Regions from separate parts of the Mus musculus genome. Here regions 1 and 3 are each linked to region 2. Evidence: chromatin contacts called from public ChIA-PET and HiChIP or PLAC-seq data. All regions are on one chromosome and are shown on one strand. The core of a region is the stretch at or near the end of the contact, and the rest is flanking DNA. Distances in the headings are between cores, read along the strand shown.

What was found. ChIA-PET counts read pairs in DNA pulled down with a chosen protein or histone mark. HiChIP or PLAC-seq counts read pairs in DNA pulled down with a chosen protein or histone mark.
Region 1: a contact with region 2 is called in an H3K4me3 HiChIP or PLAC-seq map of bone marrow-derived macrophages, with 2.0 times the contacts expected there. The contact joins the enhancer-like site here to the promoter of Usp10 in region 2. A contact is called at or near these places in 6 of 39 promoter capture datasets (the 3T3-L1 cell line, 3T3-L1-derived adipocytes, the SN4741 cell line and 3 more), 3 of 484 Hi-C or Micro-C datasets (embryonic stem cells and natural killer cells), 5 of 115 datasets of contacts at active chromatin or transcription factors (T-cell acute lymphoblastic leukemia, bone marrow-derived macrophages, memory CD8 T cells and 2 more) and 2 of 9 other capture datasets (adipose tissue and liver).
Region 3: a contact with region 2 is called in an RNA polymerase II ChIA-PET map of memory CD8 T cells, with 50 read pairs. The contact joins the enhancer-like site here to the promoter of Usp10 in region 2. A contact is called at or near these places in 5 of 39 promoter capture datasets (the HPC-7 cell line, cranial neural crest, frontonasal cranial neural crest and 2 more), 4 of 115 datasets of contacts at active chromatin or transcription factors (bone marrow-derived macrophages, forebrain, memory CD8 T cells and 1 more) and 2 of 9 other capture datasets (adipose tissue and pancreatic islet).

Annotation. Positions count from the first base shown.
Region 1 is chr8:120,123,012-120,127,139 of GRCm38.p6, forward strand. All of the region lies in intron 1 of 6430548M08Rik (RIKEN cDNA 6430548M08 gene), which reads left to right. Among named protein-coding and RNA genes, the nearest start is that of 6430548M08Rik, 11 kb to the left of the region's middle. Within about 2 kb of position 1,985, at least 44 of the 459 cell types and tissues checked have an H3K27ac peak or open chromatin away from gene starts, as enhancers often do. A contact at or near this core is called in bone marrow-derived macrophages and neural stem cells, where this site is marked.
Region 2 is chr8:119,908,383-119,912,884 of GRCm38.p6, forward strand. Usp10 (ubiquitin specific peptidase 10) reads left to right here and starts at 1,978. Exons shown (of 14, transcript NM_009462.2): 1 at 1,978-2,557. The coding sequence starts at 2,537.
Region 3 is chr8:120,048,673-120,053,137 of GRCm38.p6, forward strand. Crispld2 (cysteine-rich secretory protein LCCL domain containing 2) reads left to right here. Exons shown (of 15, transcript NM_001310635.1): 15 at 1,611-4,122. The coding sequence ends at 1,665. Among named protein-coding and RNA genes, the nearest start is that of Zdhhc7, 51 kb to the right of the region's middle. Within about 2 kb of position 1,464, at least 90 of the 459 cell types and tissues checked have an H3K27ac peak or open chromatin away from gene starts, as enhancers often do. A contact at or near this core is called in the HPC-7 cell line, bone marrow-derived macrophages and memory CD8 T cells, where this site is marked.

The DNA of each region.
Region 1 (4,128 bases), core at 735-3,234, 210 kb after region 2:
AGACAGCCTAAAGATCCAATGTGCAGTGGAGAGATGCCCTGCTCTGTTGTAATCCATGGTGCCTGGTCTGTCACCTCTGGTGACATTGGGAAAGTCCTTATCTAGGAGCTTGGCAACTCCATACAGACCCACACTCTCACTCCCTCTTGTCCCAGGTTGGAGGCTCCCAACCTAATGTTTCTTCCTCTCAGAGGACTGAGCAATGGGAGCAGTCTCCACTGAGAGCAGTTGATCTGAGAGAAGGGAAGACACCTGTACAGTGAACTAGAGCTCTGCTGTAGGCAGCAGAGGGGCTGCGTCTGTGCACACAGAGTGGTCCTCGCACTGGTTAGGTGTCCTGAGTGCTGGGTTGGAGGGAGCCTTCTTCCCCATTCACTAGCCAGTGTCACACGCGGACTCTTCGCCTCCATGATTCTGAAGAACGTGTTTATGTTCCAAAGTAAGAGAAGGCTGGGGACCGAGCGGGTTTACCTCCTGTTGTATGTGACTGCCTGTAAGGGAGTTCCAAGCTGATTTTATTATGGTTAAAACAGTTGTCAGTTATATACACGCTGACATGTACAGTTTGGGGAAATACTTGCAAATGTAAGCTGAAGCTTTGCTAGGCTTCCAGTGTTCTTTATCCCTCCCAGTTTTCCAGCTAAGTCTGAGTAAGTCTGCATTAGCGATATAGGGAACATCAGTCCACTCGATCTTCTTGCCACTTTATGCTATCTGCTTTTGTTGTCTTAAATATCTTCTTGTGTCTGGCATGCTTGGGCTTCTACCAGATTTGACTCTGAACTAACTAACTAACTCTCTCTCTCTCTCTCTCTCTCTCTCCCTCTCTCTCTCCCTCCCTCCCTCCCTCCCTCCCTCCCTCCCTCTCTTCTCTGAGGTCAGAGGACAGCCTTAGGTGTCAATCTTCACCTTCCACTCTGTTGAGATGGTTTGTTGTTAGGCAGTGTACATGCCAGGTTAGCTGGCCCATGAGCTCCCAGGGAGTCTTCCCTCTCCACCTCCCATCTTGCCGTAGAAACACTGAGATTTTCTGAGTGTAAACACTGAGATTTTAATTGCATACCACTTCTCATGGCTTTTCATAGGTTCTGAGGTCCTCCTGCTTTGAACTGAGTCTCTCTGCTTGTAAGGCAAATGCTTTAGCCACTAAGCCATCTTCCCCAGCACTAGGGAAACAAGGCTCTTAAGATTCCCCAGGCAAAATCAAGCTCCACTTCTGTGTTGCCATTAGCATCTGCATCTAGAATTGTGGCATTTGTCAGGAGCTAAGATACTTCTGGAATGTCTCTGAGTCCATTTCCCATTTACCTTCGCATCCCTGGGGCCAGCAAGGACCTAATCAATTGTTGTCAAACAAATGACCTGATCTCTTCGGAGTAACACCCAGGATCCTCCCACTTATGGAAAGGAAGGGAAGTGACATCAAGGCAGCAGCCGTAGAACAGGCCTGCTCTGTATCAACCAGAGTCGACTGCCAGTCCAGAGCAGGAACTGTCTTTCCTGTTAGTGTTTCTCAGACTGTGGCCACCAGCCCATCCGAGTGCTGTGGCTGATGGACGGGTCCTTGTTTGTGTTCATCAGCTTTCACTAAGGAAGCTCAATACCAAAAGTAGCTGGATTAAAGAGGACACAGGTTTAAGTGAGAGGACCATACCATGGCAAAGCCTATGAAAAGGGAACGGTCTCATTTTTAGCCTTTAGGATAGGATGAACAGAGTCCTGATGACCTGAGTACCTCTCGTTATGTCTGCCTCTGGATCATTCCCAACCCCTTCCATATTGTCAGCCTGTGGACCAAGCTTGTAACAAGATGGATGTATGCCTTGGAGGAATACAAAGTCTATCTAGCTGTAGTGACATCCACAATCCAGCATAGCAAGGCTGTGGACGCAGCCGCTGCCGGCTCTATTTGGACTTCTGCAGTAGCTCTTTGGCCCCAGGCAGCTGTGTAGCTTTCTAAGCCTTAAGGACTCTACACTCACAGACTGACATAGCAGTGGACCTGGCCAGTGTGGCTTAGTGCCTGGAGCATTGTGAGAGCACAGTGTTAGTTGCCATGACGTTTAATAACCAAGAATCCCTTTATAACTGAGAAGCCCTTGCCCCTGCTAGAAAAGCCCAGCTGGGCTGCCCTGACAGGACTGCAAGCAGCACTGGTTGCAGCTGGCTTTGACTCTTGGGAAACTGGTGATCGGTTTACGCAGCATGCAGAGGAGTGCCCACATCACACAGTCCTGGAAAGGATGCATGAGGGTTTCCTTCAACCCACTCTTCCATTCAAATGCAGATTCAAAAACGTAAAGAACTATGACTGTTTAGGGTTTCTACACTGAGTGACATAAAATCTTTGAAATGTTTAATAAGGGAAATTTAAAGTGCTGGTACACAGCTGTAGTTTCAGCAACTGAAGAGGCTGAGATATCAGGAACACTAAAATGCTTGAGTTCAAGACATGTAGTGAGACCTCTCCCTCCAAAAATCCATAATTCAATAGTATCTCAGATACCAAGTACTGGTGTGCTCTCTGTCTCCATTTGTGTGTGTGTGTTTCTAACTCTCTCTCTCTCTCTCTCTCTCTCTCTCTCTCTCTCTCTGTGTGTGTGTGTGTGTGTGTGTGTGTGTGTGTGTGTGTGTGTGTGTCATTTCTGAGTCTCAGAATTAACATCTCCATTCATGTCTTATATTGTGTCTTTCCCTCTGTGTCGTGTGACTCTGGTGTCGTCCCCCCCAACCCAACCTCTCGTGTGTGTGTGTGTGTGTGTGTGTGTGTGTGTGTGTGTCTTTTCTAGCTCCTGGTATGACTGAGCAGTCTAGTCTGATCAGCAGCCTCCTCTCCTCCACACCGTGTTTCAGGGATTCTAACCCACAAAGTTTATTTAATCTCTTGTGTCAAGCTGTCTGAAGGATCTTGTATGGCATTTTAGGAAGCTGTAAAAGCAAAGTCTGCCCTCCACCCCCAGAATCGGTACAGGACACCAAATTCTTAGCAAGGAGATTTATTACTCCAGAGGGGCAGGAGGCTGGGCTGCAAAGGCAGCAGCAGAAGCAACAAACACAAGCAAACAAGAAAGCAAGAGCAAAACAAACAAACAAAACAAACAAACAAACACCACTCCTGGGGTGGAGGTTTTAAGAGGAAAGGGCAGGCCATGCTGGGGTGAGTTGGTAAATCCTGATTTGGACATATCTGCCGAATCATGAATTTTGATTGTTGGACCTTGGTGTCAGGAATGACTCAGTGACAAAATAATCAAATAGACCTTGAAGGCTGGCTTTAGGGATGTAACGGTTTTTAGCAAGGGTGAAAGGGCAAAACCTGTCCATAATGTCTTCTATGCTCGGATCTGCTAGAGTCCCTGCAAGCTGTCTAAATTCAGTATACTCCAGCAAGAGGCATCAAACTGGGGTGAATCACTCCAGGAAAAGCTTATAGAAAATGAGACCGTTGGGGCAGGAAGGCCAGGCGTGGTCTGTCAGACTCAGGCCTTGCTGAACCCTGCCTGCTGTCACTACTCAGGACCCAGCCCCAGTGTGGAGCAGGTAGTGTCAGTGCATCTCCTCCTCTGCCACATAGATGCCTCCCCCAAAAGATTAGGGTGTGGCTCTGGCTACTTGCCTGGCCGTTCTTGCTCTTTTCTTTGAGTTGCTCTGCCCGACTCCTGTGGAGGTATTTGATCAAGTGGAATGCGGCAGGCAGGCACAAACATTCTCTAACTGTCTCCTTCGTGGAGAGGCAGAGGCCAGTTTTGTGTTGCTTATCGCTATCTGTGGCTCTGACTCTTGGGCAATCAGTGGTGAAGGCTCTGGGTCAGTGGTGTTGGTACAGGGAAGGAAGGGGATGGGGGGACGCCTGGCACAATGCAGGAAATCACGGTGACCTTCTGTGTCAACCAGGAAGGGCCATGATATTCAGGGAGCTGACTGGGAGTGGGGCTCCTCCCGGGAGCCTGCAGCATGCATTGTTGCTCCCGGTGAAGACTGAAGCTCCTATTGTCCCAGCGGCTCTAGAAGCATCCGTTCTCCCACCCTGAGAGAGTAGCACTCAACCTTGGGGCAGTTCATCCTGTCACACATCCTGTCAACAGTCCGTGGTGCTGGGACTCATCTAGTTTTCTGTGACACAGGAGT
Region 2 (4,502 bases), core at 728-3,227:
CTCAGGACACCGCCACCAATGATGCTAAATGCAATAAAGCATTCCTACTTGGAGCCAGGACGTTTGTGACCCTGAGCCTAACCCTAGTAGCACTCCCATTCCCCACCCCTCTTTTGTTTTTTCTGAGATGGGGTTTCTCTGTATAACCCTGGCTGTCTTGGAACTTGTTCTGTAGACCAGGCTGGCCTCAAAGATATCCACCTGCCTCTATCGATGGAGTGCTAAAATTAAAGGTGTGTGCCACCGCACCTGGCCCAATATCCTGACCTGAACAACCAACTTGATAAAACCACCTGACTTGGTTTTATTTACCAAAGGAAATTATCATTTTCTGAAACAAAAAGTCTTGAGTCTTGATATCTGAGCCATTCTGGTCTGGATTTTTTTTTTCTTGAGACAGGGTTTCTCTGTGTAGCCCTGGCTGTCCTGGACCTCACTTTGTAGACCAGGCTGGCCTCGAACTCAGAAATCTGCCTGCCTCTGCCTCCCGAGTGCTGGGATTAAAGGCGTGCATAACCACGCCTGTCTCTGGTCTGGATTTTATCAGAGACCTGCCTGCCTCTGTTTCAGCCATCTGAGATTAAAGGTGTGTGCAATCAAGAGGGCCAAAAGAAAATTCTCAGGAGAAAGAAACCATTGAACCAACTCGTAGAGTTTTGCTTTGCTTTGCTTTGTTTGCTTTGTGGAGCCAGAGTTCGGAGTATGAAGCGTAGCCCTGTACTAGGGAAGTAGGGGCGGGAGATACAGGAGTTTCAGTTCATCCTTGGCTGCTAGAAAGTTTGAAGCCAATGTGCATGGGGCGCACGCCTTTAATCCCAGCCCTTGGGAGGCAGAGGCAGGCAGATTTCTGAGTTCGAGACCAGCCTAGTCTGCCAAGTGAGTTTCAGGACAGCTGGGGCTTTACAGGGAAACCCTGTCTTGAAAAACGAAAGAAAGAAAGAAAGAAAGAAAGAAAGAAAGAAAGAAAGAAAGAAAGAAAGAAAGAAAGGAAGGAAGGAAGGAAGGAAGGAAGGAAGGAAGGAAGGAAGGAAGGAAGGAAGAGAAAGAGAGAAAGTAAGTTTGAAGCCAGTGCGCATGGTGGTGCCCACCTTTAATCCCAGCATTTGGGAGGCAGAGGCAGGTGCATTTCTTAGTTTTAGGCCAGCCTGGTCTACAAAGTGAGTTCCAGGACAGCCAGGGCTACACAGAGAAACCCTGTCTTGAAAAACCAAAAAAAAAAAAAAAAAAAAAAGAAAAGAAAGTTTGAAGCCAATTTTTGCTACATGTGTAGCACAGCAAAGAAAAACAAAACCAAGACACCTGAGGGCAACTCTCTGGAGCAGCTGTGCCCACACTTGAACATTATCCTTTTCCTTCTTGTCTCTAGATCCTAAACTCAGTCCTACCCGTGTACCCTCTCTCACCTCTACTTAATAAACTTGCCAACTTTGCCCCACAGGGGCTTGTCATAAAATTCTTTCCTGGCCCGGCAGTGGTGTACACCTTTAATCCCTAATCCCTGCACGCTGGAAGCAGAGATAGGCAGATCTCAGAACTCAAGGCCGGCCTGGTCTACAGCTGGGAGTAGGAGGTTTAGTAAGGTTTTTTGTTTGTTTTTATTATTATTATTGCCTATATGGCTGAGTCAAGAACTTTCCCGTGTGTATACACTTGCGTGTGTGCAATAACTAACACCTACTGAGTCTCTACCCTTTGCAGAATGTGCTAAGTCATCAACATGACTATCCACCCCCCACCCCGAGACAGAGCTACCTTACGTAGCTGTGTGTGACCTGGAACTTGCTATGTAGACTGGTCTGCAATTCATAGATGATCGTCCTACCTCTGCAGTCTATATACTGAGCTCACAGGAGTACAATTCCTGGATTAACGAGTTCTTTCTAAAATTGTTTATTTTGCGTGTGCCCCTTTGTATGTCAGAAGACAGTCTGTAGTTGGTTTTCCCCTGGCGTCATGTGGATCCAGAGAATGGAACTCATTTGGTCCTCAAGGGTACAGGAGGCAGGGCTCCGTTACCCGCTGAGTCATCTCACTAGCTCCTTCAACGTTTACTTTTATGTTTTACAAAGAAAAAAAAAATCTTTTTTTCCCCAATGCCAGGTAAAACAAGCTAGTGAAGAGAATGAAGAGTGAAGGAATGAATGAATGAACGAACGGTCAGAAGAGCGCGCTCCATAGGGTAAGGGATCCTTGGAGATCTCCAGCGGAGATCCCAGGGCGGAGCTCAGGCGGACCCAGCGCAGTAACCACTCCGGAACTCCACCTTGCAGCCCCAGGGTGCCTGGCCAGCTCCATCCTCACGCCCTCGCCTGGAGCAGCCGCCCTCGGCGCGCTGGGGACAGAAGGGTCGCCGGCCCGGGGCGCACGCCCACCTGTCGCGCGCAGGCGCAGAACGCCGCCTGGCTCTCCCGCGGCGCAGTCAGTGCGCAGGCGCGGCGGCCGCTGCGAGTGTGTCTGTGCGGCGAGAAGATGGCGGCGACGGGAGACGCGGCGTGAGAAGCCGGAGCAGCACCGAACCTCATTGAGACGGGCCGCCATGGCCCTCCACAACCCACAGGTAGCGCGGGCCGTGTCTGGGCTGGGAGGTCTGGGCCACGGGACGGCCTCGGGGCGACGATCGCGAGGTGCGCGGCGGGCGAGCGGTGGGGGAGGCGCCGGCACGCTGCCGGCCTAGGCCCGCGCCGCGCCCCTCAGTGCCGCGCTTCCCCGGCTTCGGAGGCCGCCCGAATCTCCCCGAGAGCGCCCGAGCCGCCCCGAGAGTGTCCGAGCCGCCCCGAGAACGCCCGAGGCCGCAGGGAAGGCCTCCGCGTGCCCGGCCCGCAGCCGCCGAGTCCCGGGCGACGCTCTGGCCCAGCGCCGCCGGGGACCTGGCCCCTGGCCTCGGGAATTCTATTGCAAAGAAAACCGGGAAGCGCCGGGGCGGCATACTCCGGTTTGCCCGAGACTGACACCTTTTGCACGGTGTCCGAGCCCGGGCTGGGTCGGGGCCCGGCAGGCCGGATTGCCTGCTGTGTTTTCTGTGCCCGGAGCTGCTCCTGCAGCCCCTCTCCTAAGATGCACTTAGGACGAGTGAGAAGTCAGCACGTGGTGCCGCTTCTCCGGGCTGCGACTCTCGGGAAACTAAGAAGTAAAATTGCCTTTTTGAGGATGGTAGGTGGATGTATGTACAAGGCAGGTGAGGTCGGTCTGGTGAGGCCACCTTTGAAGAACGATCGTCTTTTTATTTGATCTTTCTCTTGGTCCACGATCGCCTCTAACTTAAGTTTTTTTTTTTCCCTATCTCAGCCTGGTGCGTTGCAGGCAAGAGCCACCATGTGCTTTTGAAAGGTTTTAGTAACTGTTGCAATATGGGATTTAAACCTCGAAACTGTTTTTAATAAAAGGTTAGATCCTAGGAGAAACTTCCGTTCTCTTAAGTATGTGGTGTTTCATAGATCAAATCTGAACTTTGCCTGTTTGACCTTTCCCCTCATCTGTAAATGCTTTTGTATTTGGTGTGCTTTTTTTTTTTTCAATAGGCAGACGATTCGTATTTGTTGAATAATATTTTGACAAGTGGTTTTTTTTTTTTTTTAAGTTTTAGACAGGTCTTCATTATGCAGCTGTGGTTGGCTTGCGATTAAGGCAACTGCCTACCTCTGTCACCAGAGGCCCTGGCGATTCGGAATATTCACCACCACCACATCTGGTTCTATTTAGGCATTTTTATTTTATTTTATTTTATGTGAATGAATGCTTTGCTTGCATATATGTATGTTCCTGGTGCCCATTGAAGCGAGAAGAGGGTGTTGGATCTCCTGGAACTGGAATTAGAATGGTTCTTAGCCTCTGAGTCCTGGTAGAAATGGAACCCCAGTTTTCTGCAAGAGCAACTATCTTAAACCTTGGAGCCATCAGCCCTTCATAGCCTTGCTCAATTCAAAAACACCTGTAGTCCCAGCACTAGGGAGGCAGAGGCAAGCAGATCTCTGAATTTGAGGCCAGCCTGGTCTACAGAGTGAGTTCTAGAACAGCCAGGGCTACACAGAGAAACCCTGTCTCGAAAAACACCAAAAACCTCTAGTTGACTACCTTGTTTTATTTTTGGAATTAGTCTGTACTGCTCATTCTGAACTGAGCTGTAATGTCAATTCTCTGTGTGTGTGTGTGTGTATGATTTTGGGGCAAAGAAAGCATGCTTAAGCAGAATTCACTTTCTCAAGCACCAGCAACAATATCCAGTTGGTGGAAGTGGTGGTGAGTGATTTCCTTGGGGTCCATTGTCCTGGCATTGCATGGAGCCTGACCGGAGAAACCAAACAAATGTTAGCAGTGCCTTGGGTCAGCTAGTGGTAGAAGGGAGAAGAGGTGATGGTAGTTTTAGTCCTGTTTTATTTTGAAAAGACGAGTGAAATAGCTGTGTAAGGTGGAGCACACCGGTACCCCCTGCATGCGGGAGGTGGAGGCAGGATCAGGAATCCAAGGTCATCCCTAAGTACAGAGCACGGTGCAGTTCTCTCCCC
Region 3 (4,465 bases), core at 214-2,713, 140 kb after region 2:
TGAGTTGTAGGCTCTCCTGGTCTACAGAAAGAGTTCCGGGCCAGCCAGGGCTACAGCTGTTATTTTCTGTAACAACAAAATCCTGGCTGTCTGTAGACAAGAGAGTGGCCTTACAGGAGACCTCTGTGACCAGGCCCTAGACCTGTGAGAAGATAAACTTCCTCTCAAAGGAAGGAAGGAGAGTAATAAAGAGAGGTAGGGTTCAGGTTTGGAAGGGAGGAAGAGAGGCCGGAAGTCTAGCTACAGAATGGGAGAACAGTTTTCCAAATTGTGTATGTACTAAAGGATTTCATAGCTCGTGTGTGTGTGTGTGTGTGTGTGTGTGTGTGTGTGTGTGAGCATGTGTGTGCCTGCAAATGGGAACGTGGCCTGTGTGTGAACTCTTACAACTCAACATTACGGTAACCCAGTTGGGGACTTTGGAGATGAGACTGGGCTGTATCTCGGTGGCAGAGTGCTTGCCTGGCATGCACAGGGTCTTAGGTTCCATCCCTACTACCACGTTAAAAAGAACTGCCCACACCAGGAAATCCATCTGCCCAGCCATGCTCCAGGGACAGCTTCTGGACCAGGGAGAGTCACTCAGCACACCAAAGCAATGGAGATGCAGATTCAGGCCAGGGTACCCAGAGTATCTGCACAGCGGCCATAAGACAACAGCTGTCAGTGGGGCTGCAGAGCATCTGAAATGCTCAATGCATTGTGGGTAGGCACAGACACAATGTGGCCACTTGAGAAGCCTTTAAAAGGTGAATGTAGGTTGATAGCAATCCACCTCCCAAGCTTACACCTCTGATGGTGGAAAGCACATGTCTTCCAGAACAGACAAATTCACAGAGGCAGAGGTGCCAGCACAGAAGGGGGGGAGCCGGAAGGACCCCTTTTAATGCTTCCTCATTTCGTGGGTGTGTATACCTAGGTGCTGGTGTAGAGGCCAGAGGACATGGCTGAGTTTCACAGGGCAGTATAGTTCTGTAACGGTGTTTTCAACATCTGGTTGAGAGCTAGGAACGTAGTTCAGTGGCACAGTGCTTGCCTAGCTGGCCGGGCATGCATGAAGCCTGGGGTTCAATTCCCAGCATGGCATAAACTGGGGGTGGTGGCACTTGGGAGGGGAAGGCATCAGGATTAGGAGTTCAGGGTCATCTCATCTATATAACGAGTTGGAGATAAACCTAGGCTGCATAAGGCCCATCTCAAAAACCAACCAAGGGCCTGAAGGACTTGTCTCCCATCGGAAGAATGTGGTTTTGATTAACCGTGTGCCTCTCTTGATTCCTCCCCTGTATGTACCGACAGTAACAATAGCCCTGCCTGGAAAGGATAGCAGACCCATGATGGCATATTTGGGTAGCATTCGGGTGTGTGTTCCCTTCAAGCCACCCCTTAAATCATCTGTCAACCAGATGTCTGAGACAGGTGTCAGTAAAACCCAGAGAGTCGCTCCGCAACCTCAGCCTGGGCTCACACCACAGCTTCCTGTCGGCACATGTGGGCTCGTCCAGCTGGGTGTGACTTCTGTGGGCTCTGACCTTACCACATTGGCCCTATCGGCCATTCCTTTGCCCACAGCTTTCTCTTCTAACTTCCTTCTCCCTCTTCTCTTGCAGCCTGAACACTCCTCAGAACGGAAACGCCTTCCGGATCTTCGCCGTCAGGCAGTGAATTTGGCGACCTGGGGAGAAGGGGGTGTCATCTACTGGGATTCGGGGTCCTGCTTTTTATCTGTACTTTGTCCTTTGGGGGTGGGGGGTGACAGAGAGTCAGGAATCTTCCTTTTGGTGTCATTGAACGTCCTGGGCCTCCATGGCCTTTGGTGAGGGTGACCGAGCACCTTCCCCCTCATGAGCAGCGTGCCGTGGAGTCTCTTGGCTGGACAACCAGTGCCCAGGCTGGCCAGGTGGCGGTCCCCATCTGGTGGCTCACCTCCTCTCAGGAGCTGCTCACTGAGACACTCCTTGCCATGTTTTCTTTGGTGGTGGAGGGGGAAGGCTTTCGAACCCTGAGGATACAGGTTTGAGATATGTCATGAATGGGGCTCTTGTCTGGGTGACAAGAGTCGACAGCTATAAGGTTACAGTCCGTCCTACCGACAGAGAAATGGGGTCTGTGTTTGCTGGTCAGACAGATGGGCTGCAGGGAGAAGCCCCGAGCAAGACCTGGGCTCTGCCCTGGTGGTGTCTATCCGTGCTCACATTCCCCAACCTTTTTGGCAGTCACGTGCTTATAAGTCCAGCAGAGCTGGTCTATTTAAAGTTGGTAGCACTCCAGAGATTTATCTTGTCTTTGTCCTTGTCTGTGTGGCCTTTTCTCACATGACCTTTGGTCTCATGGAGGACCAATACATCAGGAGCCTTCCCTACCATTCCCTGACCCTGTGGCATCTGCCCCACCCTCAGCAGATCTAGGTGTCCTCCTCTGGGGTTTGGCTTTGCAAGAGGCTCCAGGTCTCAGATGTCTTCTCACTTCTTAGAATAAGGGCTGCCTCCCAGCCGCCGTCAAGAGTGACAATTGAACGTCACTTCCCCCTGGTTTGGGTGACCTAGTTTTTAAGCTGTGGGAGGAGTAGATTCCTGGCACATTCCTCATGGGGGTTAATGGAGTGGCCTGTGGTTGTAAAACCACCCATGACACACCAGCCACCAGAAAGAGGGGCCCGGGACACACAGGAAGAACCCCTCAGTGCCTGCCAGCATCCCCAGGCTCCAAGAGTGTGGTGAGCCCTGGCTCCCATCACTTAGGAGCCTGGTCCAAACCCACTGTAAAATGAAGCATGCTTCTGTAAACAGCTTTACTCTAGAGAAGGTGGAATCCCACCCCAGTCCTGAGCATGGGGCAGATTGCCGGTGAGTGCTAGCCAAACACAAACAGGGTTGCGTGCTCCAGCCAAATATTTCTTAGACCAAAAAAAAAAAAAAAAAAAAAGGGAAGGGGGTTAAAAAATAAAACAGAACACCATCCCCCCAATCAAAAGGCTGGGGAGGTGGCTTGGTGGTTAACAGATCTTGTTGCTCTACCGGAGGACCTGCGCTCAGTTCTCACTATTCACAGGCCGTTCAAGAGATCTCTGGTCTCCACAGGCACCACACACATTCACAGGAGCAAAGTACAAATGGTTCTTTAAAAAAAAAAAAGAAAAGAAAAAAACCCTAAGGGAGTCTGAACAAATCTCTCCCCCTAGTTGGGTTAAATGTTTATTTGTTTGAGACAGTTTCACTATGGTAGTCCAGGCTGGCCTTGACCTCATTATGTAGCCCAGGCTGGCCTCCTGAGTGCTAAGATAGCTTTTCCCCAATCCACCCCTTCTGGGGAGATTATAAAAAGCACACAGCCTTGAACCAGCTCTAGTCAGCCTTTCACTAGGCTGTTTCTGCCTCATGGGTGTGGGTGTGGTGTCTTTGAGGGCATAAACTCTTCCACTCCAGATGTTGGAGCAGACATCTGCGCAGTCTGTGGAAGGGGACCTCTGGTTGCTACCAAACATCTGGGAAACTTCCCGATACAAGGAGTGCTGCCGTAGGACCCTTCACCAAGCCAGCAGGGCAAGGCTGACGTGGTAAGGAAAACCATACCCCTTCTGGGTTTCTAGAATGAGCAGCCAATCCCATCTTCAGGGAACTTGCTGTGTGAGTCTGTACTGAGGTTCTCTGAGTTCCCTGGCTGCCCTTCCATCAGGCACAGAGCCTGGCCTAGCAGCCTCGATCGATCACCTTCATCAATAGTTTGAAACTGGAGGAAACAAAACCACAAATGACAAGACCTTACATCAGAGCCCTTCTGACCCTGTGTGTCCATCCATCAGCTCTTCCTTAAAGTGACCACGCCCACACCAGCTGCACATCCCCCCAACCCCCCCAGCTCCGGCCTGGTCCTGCGTTGGGTGAGAGTTTCCATTTGCTTCCAAGCTGTGCCCGGTCTGTTCAGAGGGGTGTGCCGATTCTCCATGATCTGTAGGCTTTCTCAGCCCGCAGTTTACTGTGTGCTTTTTTTTTCTATGAAAAATGATATATTTTACAACTTCCTATGTACAAAAGTTTATTGTAAGTTTTTGTGCTTCGCATGAACAGGGCCACACTGGTTGTTGCTATGGTTTCAATAAAACGGATTTGATTTCTAACACATACTGGTAGCACATCTTTTCTTCTTTTCTTGTCTAGACACGTCATTTGTGAACTCGTTTGCCTTAGGTCCCCCACAAGCTCCAAGCAGTTGGGAGGCCCAGGTGGCCTTATGAGGGACCTCAGAGACATGCCTGGGAAGCAGGATCAAGAGACTAGTGACGTAATGAAGTGTAGGTTCTGGCAAGCAAAGCAGGGATGAGATGCTGTGCTCCTCACAAGCCCAAAGACCGCACTCTAGCAGTGAGAACCACTGGGTCTTTTGTCAGGGACCTGCTGGTGAGAGCTGTAAGGAGAAGAGTGAAGACTGGGGAGTGGCTTTGATGACAGAGCAGGAGGTGGGCATC